Regions from separate parts of the Sus scrofa genome. Here region 2 is linked to region 1. Evidence: chromatin contacts called from public HiChIP or PLAC-seq data. All regions are on one chromosome and are shown on one strand. Each heading gives the region's core, a stretch centred on a gene start, on an enhancer-like site or on the middle of the called end of the contact. The rest is flanking DNA. Distances are from core to core; before and after follow the strand shown. Region 1 has its middle 39 kb from the start of ZC3H12D. Region 2 overlaps UST (uronyl 2-sulfotransferase).

Region 1 (5,956 bases), core at 2,848-5,347:
ACCCAGAGCTGCGCTCAGATTATTGCCAACAGAGTGCCCTCTCCTGGGGGGACCAGGCTGTCGCCACTGTGGAGCACAGGGCGGTCAGTTCCCTGCAGGAGCAGCTTTAACAAAAGCCCTTAGAGATGGTAGAACCTGCAGGGACCCAGGCTACAGGCACATATTTCTTTTTCTTTTCTTTTCTTTTCTTTTTTCTTCATCTTTTGTCTTTTCAGGGCCGCACTCACATCATATGGAGGTTCCCAGGCTAGAGGTTTAATCAGAGCCACAGCTGCTGGCCTCCACCAGAACCACAGCGACGCCAGATCCAAGCTGTGTCTGTGACCTACACCACCGCTCACGGCAATGCCAGATCCTTAACCCACTGAGCGAGGCCAGGGCTTGAACCCGCAACCTCAAGGTTCCTAGTCGGATTCGTTTCTGCTGCGCCACGACAGGAACTCCGAGCCAGCCACATGTTTCTGCAGTGTGGTCCCTGCTCCACAGAGAGATACAGGAAGATTTGTCCCTCAGACCGGCTTCCATTCTTTTCCTTTTCTTATTGCTTTTGTAACAGCTTATTGAGGTATAATACACATACCTACAAGCCGCCCATTTAAAGTATATGACGCAACAGTTTTTGGTACATGCACAGAGTTGTACAACCAACGTCATGATCAAATTTAGAACATTCTCATCACGCCCTGTAGCCTTTAGTCATCCCCCCCTTACTTCTCCCAACTGGCACCAGAAATCAGATTACATTTTCTAGAGTTTTACAGAAATGGAATCATACAGTAGCTTTTCCTGTTTGATGGACTTCTTTGACTCGGCATCACTATTTTGAAATTAATTCATGTTACACCTGCTTTTACACCGTTCTTTCCTTTACACGGCTGAGTGGCACTCCATTGCATGGTTACGCTACAAGCTGTTTATTCAGTCACTTGATAATAGACATTCAGGGTGTTTCCAGTATTTGACTATCACAAATAAATCTGCTATAAAAATTTATGTGTTGGAGTTCCTGTTGTGACTCAGCAGGTTAAGGACCTGATGTCCCTGTGAGGATGTGGGTTTGACGCCTGCCCTTGATCAGTGGGTTAAGGATCGGGCATTGCCACAAGCTGCAGTGTAGGTTGAAGATGTGGCTAAGATCCGATGTTGCTCTGGCTGTGGCGTAGGCTGCAGTTGCACCTCCAATTTGACCCCTGGCCCTGGAATTTCCATATGTCGCAAGTGTGGCCATAAAAAGGAAAAAGTTTATGTGAAAATCCTCATCCCCCCAGCAGTCCCAGCAGACAGCCATGCCTTCTGCTTCTGCTTCACAAAGAAAACAACTGTCCATCCCTGCCTGGAATGGTCTTGGATCTGAAAACTCTGCCTTGAGCAAGCCTCCCAGGAAGGAGTATCCTTCGGGCTCCCTCTGGATGGAGAAGCACTGAGTCCTCCCACCAGAGGCAGTGACTCTAGCACAGCCCTCACCCCAAGAAGGAGGCTTGAGTCCCAGGGTCCAGGGGGCCACAGGCCCTGGCTGTGCTCAGAGACTCTGTCACAGGCTAACCCATCAGAATCCCTTTGGCTCAGCCCCCAGCAAGGAGCGGGCAGGAGCCAGCGGCAGCCATGCCATGCGACAAGCCCTGGTCAGTCTCCTTGGAGGTTTCTGGAAAGGGGTTAAAAGCTAGAGACGATGAGTGACGAGGTCCAGGGAGTCCAAAGGATAACTGCCACTCTGTCTGAGATGAGGCTGAGCTCTGACCGGGGTGTGAACCCTGAGGGCAGGGGCCACACGGTCAGGACCTGGGGCGGAAGCAAAAGGGAACCCTCCTTGGCTCAGCGGCTCCTAGCTCACTCCGGGTAAACAAGCCGAGGAAAGCCCCGGGCCCCGGGCAGGGCTGTGCCAACAAATCAAAGGTCAGCGGAGCCATAAATCAACTGTATTTACACCAAACCCATCATGAAGAGTTATTTTAAAACAGGAATTGACCAAAAAAATTCCCTGGAGCTGAATCAACTCAAAGAACACAAACAGAGAATGGGAAATGTCCATCTCCCTCCTCTCCCAGGCGGTAGGTCCCAGAGGCCTCCGCAGTGAGAGCGGCCCGCTCGCCCTGCAGTAGGTCCCTCCCAGATCTAAGTGTTCGTGCCTGGGGTGCCTTGAGACGATGGGTCTTGGCCAAACAGCCGCTGCAGCCAGCAGACAGGCGATTGTGCGGGGTGGGGGATGGTGCCTCTCAAGATCCTTCCAACTTCCTGGGGACCAGGGCCTGCCCAGGATGCTCACCAGACTGACATCAGCCTAGTGCTACCCGGCCTCTAGCCCTGGAGGATTTTCTTTTATTTAAATATGCAGGTGGGAGTTCCTGTCGTGGCGCAGCAGAAGCGATCCGACTAGGAACCATGAGGTTGCGGGTTCGATCCCTGGCCTCACTCCGTGGATTAAGGATCTGGCATTGCTGTGAGCTGTGGTGTAGGTCGCAGACGGGGCTGGGGTCTGATGTTGCTGTGGCTGTGGTGTAGGATGGCAGCTGTAGCTCTGATTGGACCCCTAGCCTGGGAACCTCCATATGCCAAGGGTGTGGCCCTGAAAAAACAGCAAAAATAATAATAATAATAATAAATAAATAAATATGCATGCATGTACAGAAGGAGGTCTGGAAGGATCTACAGCTTGGTATTATCAGATGTCAATTCAAGATGCCTGCATTTTCTGCATCTTCTATAATGAATGTGTATTTTATTATTTTTTGAAGGCAAGGAATTTTGTTTGTTTAGCAAGGAATTTTTTTTCTTTCTGTTACCAAAGTTACTAGCTGTAGAAGATTTAGAAAAGTATAGGAACCAAAGAGAGAGGGTCACCTGTAATCATAATCTCCCTGCCCAGATATATTCTCTTGATCTGTGAGTAAATTTTCTTTGGTTCTTTGCTGGAAACGTGTATTTTTCAAACCAAAAAAAGAGATCATATGTTGCAGTCTTTTTTTTCTTTTCTTTTCTTTTTTTTTTTTTTTTTTTTTTTTTTTTTTTTTTTTTTTTAGTGACTGCACCCACAGCATATGGAAGTTCCTGGACCAGAGGATTGAATCCAAGCCACAGCTGCCACTTATGCTGCTGCTGAGCTGGGGCCAGAACCTGCACCTCTGCAGTGACCCAAGCCGCTGCAACCAGATTCTTAACCCAAGGCGCCACAGCAGGAACTCTGATACATTCTTTTTTATAACCTACTTTTCAATGTACACTCCACATTTTCTGCCATTAACACCCTCCTAAGATACGGTTTCAGTGGCTTACAGTGTGCTTTTTGTCTGTTTGTTTTGCTTTCAGTATTCTCTTAAATGGATGTAGCCTGCATCGACTCATTCCTTCCAATGAGGTCTTCAAACAAGAAACATTTCTCTCTAAACCACAAGCAAATGGTCGTACTGCTATTCTCCAAACAGGCTTCTCATAGGCCGACATACAGTAGGACTGCATTTTCCTGCCCCAAGGGAGTTAGGTGTTACCATGTCCCTTGTTTTGGCCAATGAAATGTGAACAGCAGTGAACCTGGCCATCTGAGAGCGGTCTCTGCACTCAGAGTCCAGCCAACCTACCATGGACACAGAGCACATAGCGAAATGAACTCTGTGATTTCATTGGGGGGTGGGGACCATTTTGTTTCTGTAACATAACCTTGCTGGCCCTGCCTGCCTGGGCTCTGGGCTGATGGAGAGACAAGGTTAAAGACAGAATCCCAACCATGGAAGGGTGTGCATCTTGTTAGGGACATCCAGCTTAATGACAAGGAAAGAGCTGGGATAGGAGCCACCAGTGACCATTCAGAGCCAGAGCACCGTGGAGCAGGCAGGAAATGTCTGGCCCCCGAAAGAGAGAGAGAAAGGGGCCCGTCTGGAGAACACACTGCCATAAGGAGAGACGTCCTGTCTCCATCCTGTGCTTCTCATTCTTCCTCTGGAGAAAAAAAATGCCTCCACAGCCTGCCTCATCAGGAATGGCAGCCGTGAAACTCTTCAAGGCTTACTGTGGCTGGTCGTAATCAAGCAGACACTTGAAGACAAGGGCAAGGTGACTTCAGATAAAATCAACACTATTGCGGTTTTCCAATCCTATTTGAGTCATCACTCCCCACAGCTACAGGCCCTGACCACAGTTGTCATCTTCTCATTCAGCCAGTCAGTGTCCGTCAGTGTCTGCTGGTCAACCAGTAGATGTCAGTCAGTCAGTCAGAACCTGTTAGTCAGAGTCAGTCACCCAGTGTCAGTCATCAGAACCTGTTAGTCAGAGTCAGCGTGCTGATGTCTCTTGGTGTCAATCTGTCAATCATTGTCAGTCAGCATCTGTTAGTCAGCCTCTTAGTGTCTGTCAGTCAGTGTCAGTCAACCCATCAATCATGGTCAGTCAGCCGGCCGGTCGGTGTCTGTCAGTCATGGGGTCAGTAAATACAGCATCCAGCTGGTTTCTGAGTGCTGTGCCCATCTGCCTCTGTTTAGTTCCGCAGCACCCTTCCTGTTTCTGGGCAGGGGGATAGGTGCGTCATTCCTCCATGAGGACAGAGAGGTGACGTTGTTTCCTCAGGAATTCAGATTAAAGTAATTACCAAGTTGGGTCAGACCTTCGACCCTTCATTTTCAGCCTGGCTGCCAGATGCTGGGCTGAGCTGTCGTGATCCAGAGAGCTTCCTGAGGGCATCGGCTCAAAAGTGACTGAAAGGGAACCAGGTCACCTTTAGACTCTGAAGAGCCACTTCCTCCCCCACAGGGGTTTGGCAGTCTCCCACCTAGGTGCTCATCTGGCCACAGTCCCAGGACTAGCAAGATCAACACAATGATACCTCGGGCGCTGTAGCAGCAGCCCCTTCCAACTTCCTCCCACAGACAGCTGTCTGTGGATGCAATGAAGGGAGCAGCGAATAAACACACAGCTCCCATCTCAGGTGGGGCCAGCATTGGGGGGTGGAGGAGAATGGGGCCATCCTAAGGTCTGGTGCACTTGAAACCCAGCTGGACCCTACAGAGAATTCCCCAGGGACAGACCTCCTGTTTTCCCCCACTTCTTGCTTATAGAAAAGCTTTGGTCTCCTAGGCTTTCCCCGAGTTCCAAAGAACAGTCTCAAGGGGTTCCCATTTTGGCTCAGTGGTAACAAGACTGACTAGTAGCCATGAGGATGCAGCTTCCATCCTGGCCTCACTCAGTGTGTTAAGAATCTGGCATTGTCGTGAGCTGTGGCTGTGGTGTAGGCTGGAAGCTGCAGCTCCGATTCAACCTGTAGCCTGGGAACTTATATATGTCACACATGGCACCCTAAAAAGCAAAAAAAAAAAAAAAACCAAAAACAGACAACAGACTCAAGCAGTTAATGATTAGAGAAATGGAAAAGCAGAAACAAAGGAAAAGCGGTCAAGCAAAAAAGCAATAATAACCTAAATAATAAGTCAGCCATAAAAAGAATCACAAGACTCCTCGTTTCTCCTTGAGGGTTATAGATAAGCTTCTGACTCACATTTTTAAGTTGTTTTTACGGAAGCCAGGGCCCCACCAGGTGAAAACTGCCAACCACACACACGTGGACCATAGACTGGTGGGACCAGAAAGTTGATGACTGAGATTCTCGAAACATCACCTGTTACCTCACCTCTAACCAATCAAAATACTGCACACAAGCTGATATGGACCCTAAAACCCTCACCCCTAATGTTGCCTTAAAAAATCCTGCCTGAAAGCCACTGGGAGTTTAGGTCTTTTGAGCCCGAGCTACCCGTTCTCCTTGCCTGGTGCCCTGCAGTGAACACTGTACTTTCTTTCACCACAACCCAGTGTCAGCAGCTTGGCTTTGCTGTGCATAAGGTAGCTGTTCTGTCTGCCTGAACACTGTTCCCACTTCTTCAAAGGAACTGCTCACCACCCCTAACAACTCCTCACAAACCCTGAGGATTCACATGTGAGTTGACAGTCAGTGCAGCCCTCATGCTGGCCAGAG
Region 2 (6,127 bases), core at 122-2,621, 400 kb before region 1:
CAGTAAATTCTTAGTTACTCATGATAACCGGGTATCTGAAATTCCCAGATCATCTAAAATCATCCCAGATCATCTAAAATAATCATTCTGTCTATGTAGTGTCCATTTCTCTTTATTAAATCTATTGTAGATTCTTTATGACCTTCTGAGTTGGGACTATGGGGCCACAGAAAGGAGAGGCTGTGAGCTGAAAAAAATCCACAAACATGTTGTTTATGCCCTGGATAACCATCAGTTGAAAGTGTGACTTTTGTGGTTTGTTTTGGCCTCTTAAGCCAAAACTATCAGACTATTGGATGTGAAAGAAAGAAAAGGGAATTCTGAACCTCTTCAGCTGGGAAGGCAAAATCATCAAAATTCTATGAGGTTAAGAGAGTTTCTGTGGCTTTTAGAAACTTGTGTGGCCCAAAGGAGTCATAAATAATTTTTATGGTATAAAACCCTTGAAGAACATACTTGGTTTCCCAGGAATTTCAGCCATTCTTAAGCTCACAAAGTCTCCTGTTGGTGGAGAAGCTCTGCTCAGTGCCGCCTCTGGGAGATAATGAACTGAGCAGGGACTTAGCCTCCCCCTGGCTTCTTTGAACAGGTGACATGAACAGATTTGAGGTGACTGAGGCATTTCTTTTCCCTTCATAATTCAACTTTGAAGTAAAATCTGCCATTGTCCTTCTGATCCTTTGTCTAAATTTTACTAGCATCTTTTCCTCCTGGCGTTAATGAAGAGCAGTCAAGAGTTAAAAATGCGCTCCCTTGGTTTTATTAAGATCTAGAGTGGTATAATTGTAGACCCGTAAGATCCACTGGCAATCCACTTAAAGGATATCACACTGCCATCCCCGCAGAAAGCCCACAGAGTGGTGACCTATTTTCTATGTGACTAGGTAGAAGGGGGGGGGGGGCGCTCCATAAACCTGACCTCCTTATTTTAAGGGTGTGATCAACATCTCAATATTAGTCATATTAGAAGAACAAATAAGAGTTCCCTGGTGGCTCAGCAGGTTAAGGATCTGGCATTGTCATTACTGTGGCCCTGGTTACAGCTGTAGCACGGGTTCAGTCCCTGGCCTGAAAACTTCCACATGCCGCAAGTGCAACCAAAAAAAAAAAAAAAAAAAAAAAAAAAAAAAAAAAAAAAAAAAAAAAGGCAGTCCCATTGATATGTTTCCACATAGAATCAGCATAGTCCTTTCTGCAAAGACTGCTTCATCTACATTCAGGGCTGAATACACCAGACAGAATAGCCCTGGTCTCAGGGGACTGGTTAACCAAGACAGCACTTTCAGAGCTCAAGGCAGAGCTGCTAGTGGCAGAGGTCTGGCCACATGACTCTGGGCCTTGGAGACCAGAATCACAAAACCCCAAAGTCATTATTCCTCTAAGTGGAGCCCACATCTGGAACGTACATTTTCTAGCAGGGAGTGGGTTAGAGGTCATTTAATGACATTTCAGTCCTCCAGATGTCTACTCTAAAGAAAGTACCCATAAAGATATATCTTTATCCACAATATCATTTAAACTCTTTTTGATTAAAATGCGTCAGTACTTGCATTCTGGATTTCACTCTGCTACTGAATTTTTTATGATGCTGTTTATTGAAAAACAGTACTGTCTTCTGAAAGCTTTTACCAGATTCCCATGGTGATTTGCTAGGCATAGCACATTTCAAATTAAAATTTCATCGTCTTCAAAGGCTACTTTTATGAGCTATAAAGGAGCACCTGCCCAGCCTTCAGTGGGTGCCATAATACAGAGATGTGAAGCTTTTCTTCTAGAAGTTTAGCATCTATATAATATAAAGAAAATGTAGAGCAAAAATCATGCCATTTTTGTATTCATAGTGTAAATATTGGAACTTTTGGCCACATGCTTGAATCAATCAAAACATTCAAAGCAACATCATTGTAATAAAGTCACTGCGATGATATATTAATGTCTTGTGGGGTCTGTAAGAAGAATCCTCAGGAATTACACTGTTTGAGGTCTGACCTAAACAGTGCTTTGGCCCTATGCCTCTGACATGGTCATAAAGCAGAAATGACCACATCTCAGTAAACATGTGACCTCGCTTTGGCCTGGACTTGACATTTTATCAAGCTTCTTTCCTCTGACTCAGCAAAGTACACTCCCCACATCCATCACCCACACTCGGCACTCAGCACTTCTTCTGATAGAACTCCCTACAGGGAAAAAAGCATGAAGAACCCATACAGGACCCCCAGGCAAGATGGGATAGTGATTTCATACTCCCCCAGCACATAGCAATCACTGATGGAGTACTTTAAAAAGAAGTCCAAAGAGCGCCCCCAAGCCTGGAACAACACAGGAGAAGTGAGCAGTGGTGAAATCTCAGGCCAACTGAGATCTGGTCCAGAATTGGGCAGTGGCAGCCAGGAATTGGGCTTCCTATCAAGATGGGAGCCAGAACCAGGCTCAGTGCTTTAAGGACCTGAAGTAGGAGCCATGCTTCCCTCACTTCACTCTCAAGCAAAGAAAGCCAAACAAGAACAACTGCTGACCTGTCACTGGAATTATGGCTTTTAAATTGTAGACCTAGAGAAGTGGTAAAACAAACCCACAGCCTCATAAGTAGGAAATGAACCAAATTCTTGCTGCTTGGCAACCAGATCTTTGATATTCCTATTATTCCCATAGGATGGGAACTGCAAATAAGACCTGGTTCTAGTCCAAGTGCCAGAAGTCCAGATGGTAGTAACTGCAAAACTATTAGGGAAGGTCAGAGGTAGATAAGGAGGAAGGGAGAAAGAGAAATGGGGAGAAGAGGAAGGGAGGGGAAAGAAAGAGAGAGTGAAAGTGAAAATGAATCTCCTACTCAAAATGAGCTTACAGGCCACATAATCTAAGCACATGGGGAAAAAAATCTAATATCAAGAAAGGCAGTAAAATCTACTGTTGTGACATGAATTCATTCCAGATGTCCTTAATGAATAATCTGGCAAAGATTTTAAAATAAGTATGGCTAAGATATTGACAAGATAAAAGTATAAATAATTTCCATTAAAGAGCAGGAGGAGTTCCCACAATGGCACAGTGGTTTAAGGATTCAACTGCAGCATCTTGGGTCACTGTGGAGGTGCGGGCTTGATCCCCAACCTGGCACAGTGGGTTAGAGGATCCAGCATTGCTGCAGTGCAGCATAGGTTGCAGTTGCAGCTCAGATTCAATCCCTGGCCCAGGAACTTCCATATGCCATGGGTGTGGCCATAAAAAAAAAGAGCAGGAAATTATAAGACAAAAACATGAAAGCACATTATGATATTAATAAAGAATTATAAATCTTAAAATGAAAAATATGGTTATTGAAATAAAAATTCAAGAAATGGAATAAACTCTGAGTTGAGTATTGTCAAACAGTAACTTTATTACTGTTGATGAATTAACCAAAAATTCAACTCAGAAATATATGTATATTTATAGAGAGAGAGAGGAGAGAAATAGACAGAAGGAGTAGTTAAAAGATGTGGAAACGATTGTCAAGTTCCAGTAGTCATTCAATATGAGTTCCAGAAAAAGAGAATGGTGAAATGGTAGGGGAGCAATATTTGAAGCTAGAAAGATAGAATATTCCAAAATTAAAGATTCTCCAGACTAAAAGTATACCATGAGTACCGACAGAATAAACAAAATTAAATTTACACTCAAATACTTTAGAGTAAAACTGCAAGATATCTAGGAAAAGGAAGAAAAGCAGATGACAAGTAAAGGAAGTATAATCAGGCTGGTTGCATATTTCCCATCAGCAACAGTAGATACCAGATGACAAGAGAGTAATATCTTAAAAATGCTGAGGTAAAATAATTGTCAACCAAGGATTTTTATATCTAGCTAAACAATCACTCTATAGACTTTTTTTTAGACATAGAAAGATAAGAGTTAACCACTTACTTCACTGGAAGGCTCATTAAAAGATGGATTATGAGGAGAAATAAGGAAGGTACAGAACACAAGATGTGACAGTAGGAGTTCCCCTTGTGCCTCAGTGGGTTAAGAACTCAAATACTATCCATGAGGATGTGGGTTTGATCCCTAACCTTGCTCAGTGGGTTAAGGATCCAGTGTTGCTGCAAGCTGCAGTACAGGTCACAAATGTGGCATGGATCTGGTGTGGCTGTGGCTGTGGCTGTGGCCAGCAGCTGCAGCTGATTTGACCCCTAGCCTGGAAACTTCTATATGCCACAGGTGCAGCTGTAAAGAAAAAAAAAAAAAAATATGACAGTGAATATAGCCATTGAGTAAAATATGTTGGTGAAACGAGGTAAATATTGAGTGCTAAGAGGTTATTTTGTGTTAAAAAAGGGTTAAAATTAGACAACATTGATAAGATGGGGTGGATGGGGTTTCATGGATAATTAAAAGTGCTAAAATGCTTCCAGATTCAGGAGGAATACAGGAAAACCAAATTCATATTTTATTAGGAAAAAATTTAGTCGTTTGAATGTTAAACATTTTAAAATTACTCTTCCATCAACTTGTCTTTCTGATCAGTCATTTATGAATGATTTCTTAAAATTCTGCATCCCTCCTCAGAGGTGTAATTCTCAAGTAATGAGAGCATTTTAAGCTGCATTGTTATTTTTTGTATTTTTTAAGCTGTCAGACAGACCTTCATTCTCTGGGGAGGAAAATCTTAAGAGTGTTAAAAAATGTAAGATTAATCATGAAAATAAAAGGAATAAAATCTTTAGTTTCTAAAGCAGAAGAAGGAAGGCAGGGGGTATGTTTAAAACTTTAAAACCAACAGAAGACATGAAGAGAAAAAAGAAGCAAAGAAAACAAACAGCAGACAAAACACAAAGATGCAAAAATAACTCCAAATGTATCAGTAATCAGAGTAGAGGTAAATGATTAAATTATCTATTAAACATGACAGGGGGTGTTATCTATTGAAAATAGAGGCTGGAAAAAAGGGATGAGAAAAAGTCACCATTTAAATGCTTAAAGAAAGTTTATTTCATAAGACAAATTTTAACAGATGATAACATTAATAACACAAATAAAGGGAACCAATTACCAAGAATATATTCTATATAAATGTTAGTAAGATTATATTTTATAAACTTCAAGTAAAGGGAGACAGACACCATTATTTGTCAGCTACTTGGAGCTTTTGCCCTGATCCCTTATGTAGAGTAGCTACCTTAATTCATAATCTAATTAAAGAATCTTGGCGTTGGTTTATCGATGACTTCAGCTTGACTTATTTACACACAACAAGCAATTAATGTTGAGCTACCCTAAATTAAGCATCTCTGAAATCAAATTGCTTTAGATCATATTATGGCATTATAGATGTAAACTTTATGAGAAAATTCTAGTGGAAAATTCAAAATTAGAATCCCAGATGAAGTTTCATTTCTTATCAAGAGCATTAAAGAAATGATAACCCCCTCTACCTTTTTTTCCCCGAGTCTTCCTTCAAGTAGTCACTGAATTCAGTTCTCATAATTTATGATTGAATAAAATTTATGCCCATAATTTTTTGTTAAGGCGGACTTTCATAAAATGTCCCACTTATATAAAATGTAAGGTATCCAATGATTTTTAAAGTAACTCTCACTTGGGCTAACCTCTGTTTAAAGATATTCTTTGTGCAAATATTCCAGATATTAAACGTAGAAGGGAAATGATTGTTAGCCAAAAACACTATAATTACCAAAGCGAGTGACTGATAATGTATTCCACTTTTACTTTTGAAAATGTTTGTACAAAACTGGGTTGGGCCCAGTGTTTTTACACTAGAGCCTGTAGACGTTTATTTGCCTAATAAAATAACCACACAATCTGGCAAAATTCTGCGTACTTGGCAGCCCTTCCTGCCCAGGAGCCTGGAACAGCATTGGCCCAGCAGGTGTGGCTTGCAGAAGGTTCAGAGAGTTGAATTCGGGAAGCCTGCCCAGCATCCCACCTGTGTGCAGTGTGCCTTCTTGAAGGCCAGGTTCATGCCCAGCTTTTCACAGCTGCAAAGGGCCTCTATTCATTCACAATTGATAATGAAAACTAAAAAAGCAAGGGATTGACCCTATACACCAACATTATAATAGATTAAAATTTTTTTTCGGCAAGAGATACCATGTATTTTTAAAGCTATTTTTGGGCTTTAGAACAT

Evidence for each region. HiChIP or PLAC-seq counts read pairs in DNA pulled down with a chosen protein or histone mark.
Region 2: an H3K27ac HiChIP or PLAC-seq map of alveolar macrophages shows a contact between it and region 1. The contact joins two enhancer-like sites. A contact is called at or near these places in 1 of 47 Hi-C or Micro-C datasets (liver) and 1 of 2 datasets of contacts at active chromatin or transcription factors (alveolar macrophages).

What each region holds. Positions count from the first base shown.
Region 1 is chr1:16,499,987-16,505,942 of Sscrofa11.1, reverse strand. No RefSeq gene overlaps it. Among named protein-coding and RNA genes, the nearest start is that of ZC3H12D, 39 kb to the right of the region's middle. Within about 2 kb of position 4,097, at least 13 of the 83 cell types and tissues checked have an H3K27ac peak or open chromatin away from gene starts, as enhancers often do. A contact at or near this core is called in alveolar macrophages, where this site is marked.
Region 2 is chr1:16,898,990-16,905,116 of Sscrofa11.1, reverse strand. The region is part of intron 5 of UST (uronyl 2-sulfotransferase); the gene reads left to right. Among named protein-coding and RNA genes, the nearest start is that of UST, 240 kb to the left of the region's middle. Within about 2 kb of position 1,371, at least 5 of the 83 cell types and tissues checked have an H3K27ac peak or open chromatin away from gene starts, as enhancers often do. A contact at or near this core is called in alveolar macrophages, where this site is marked.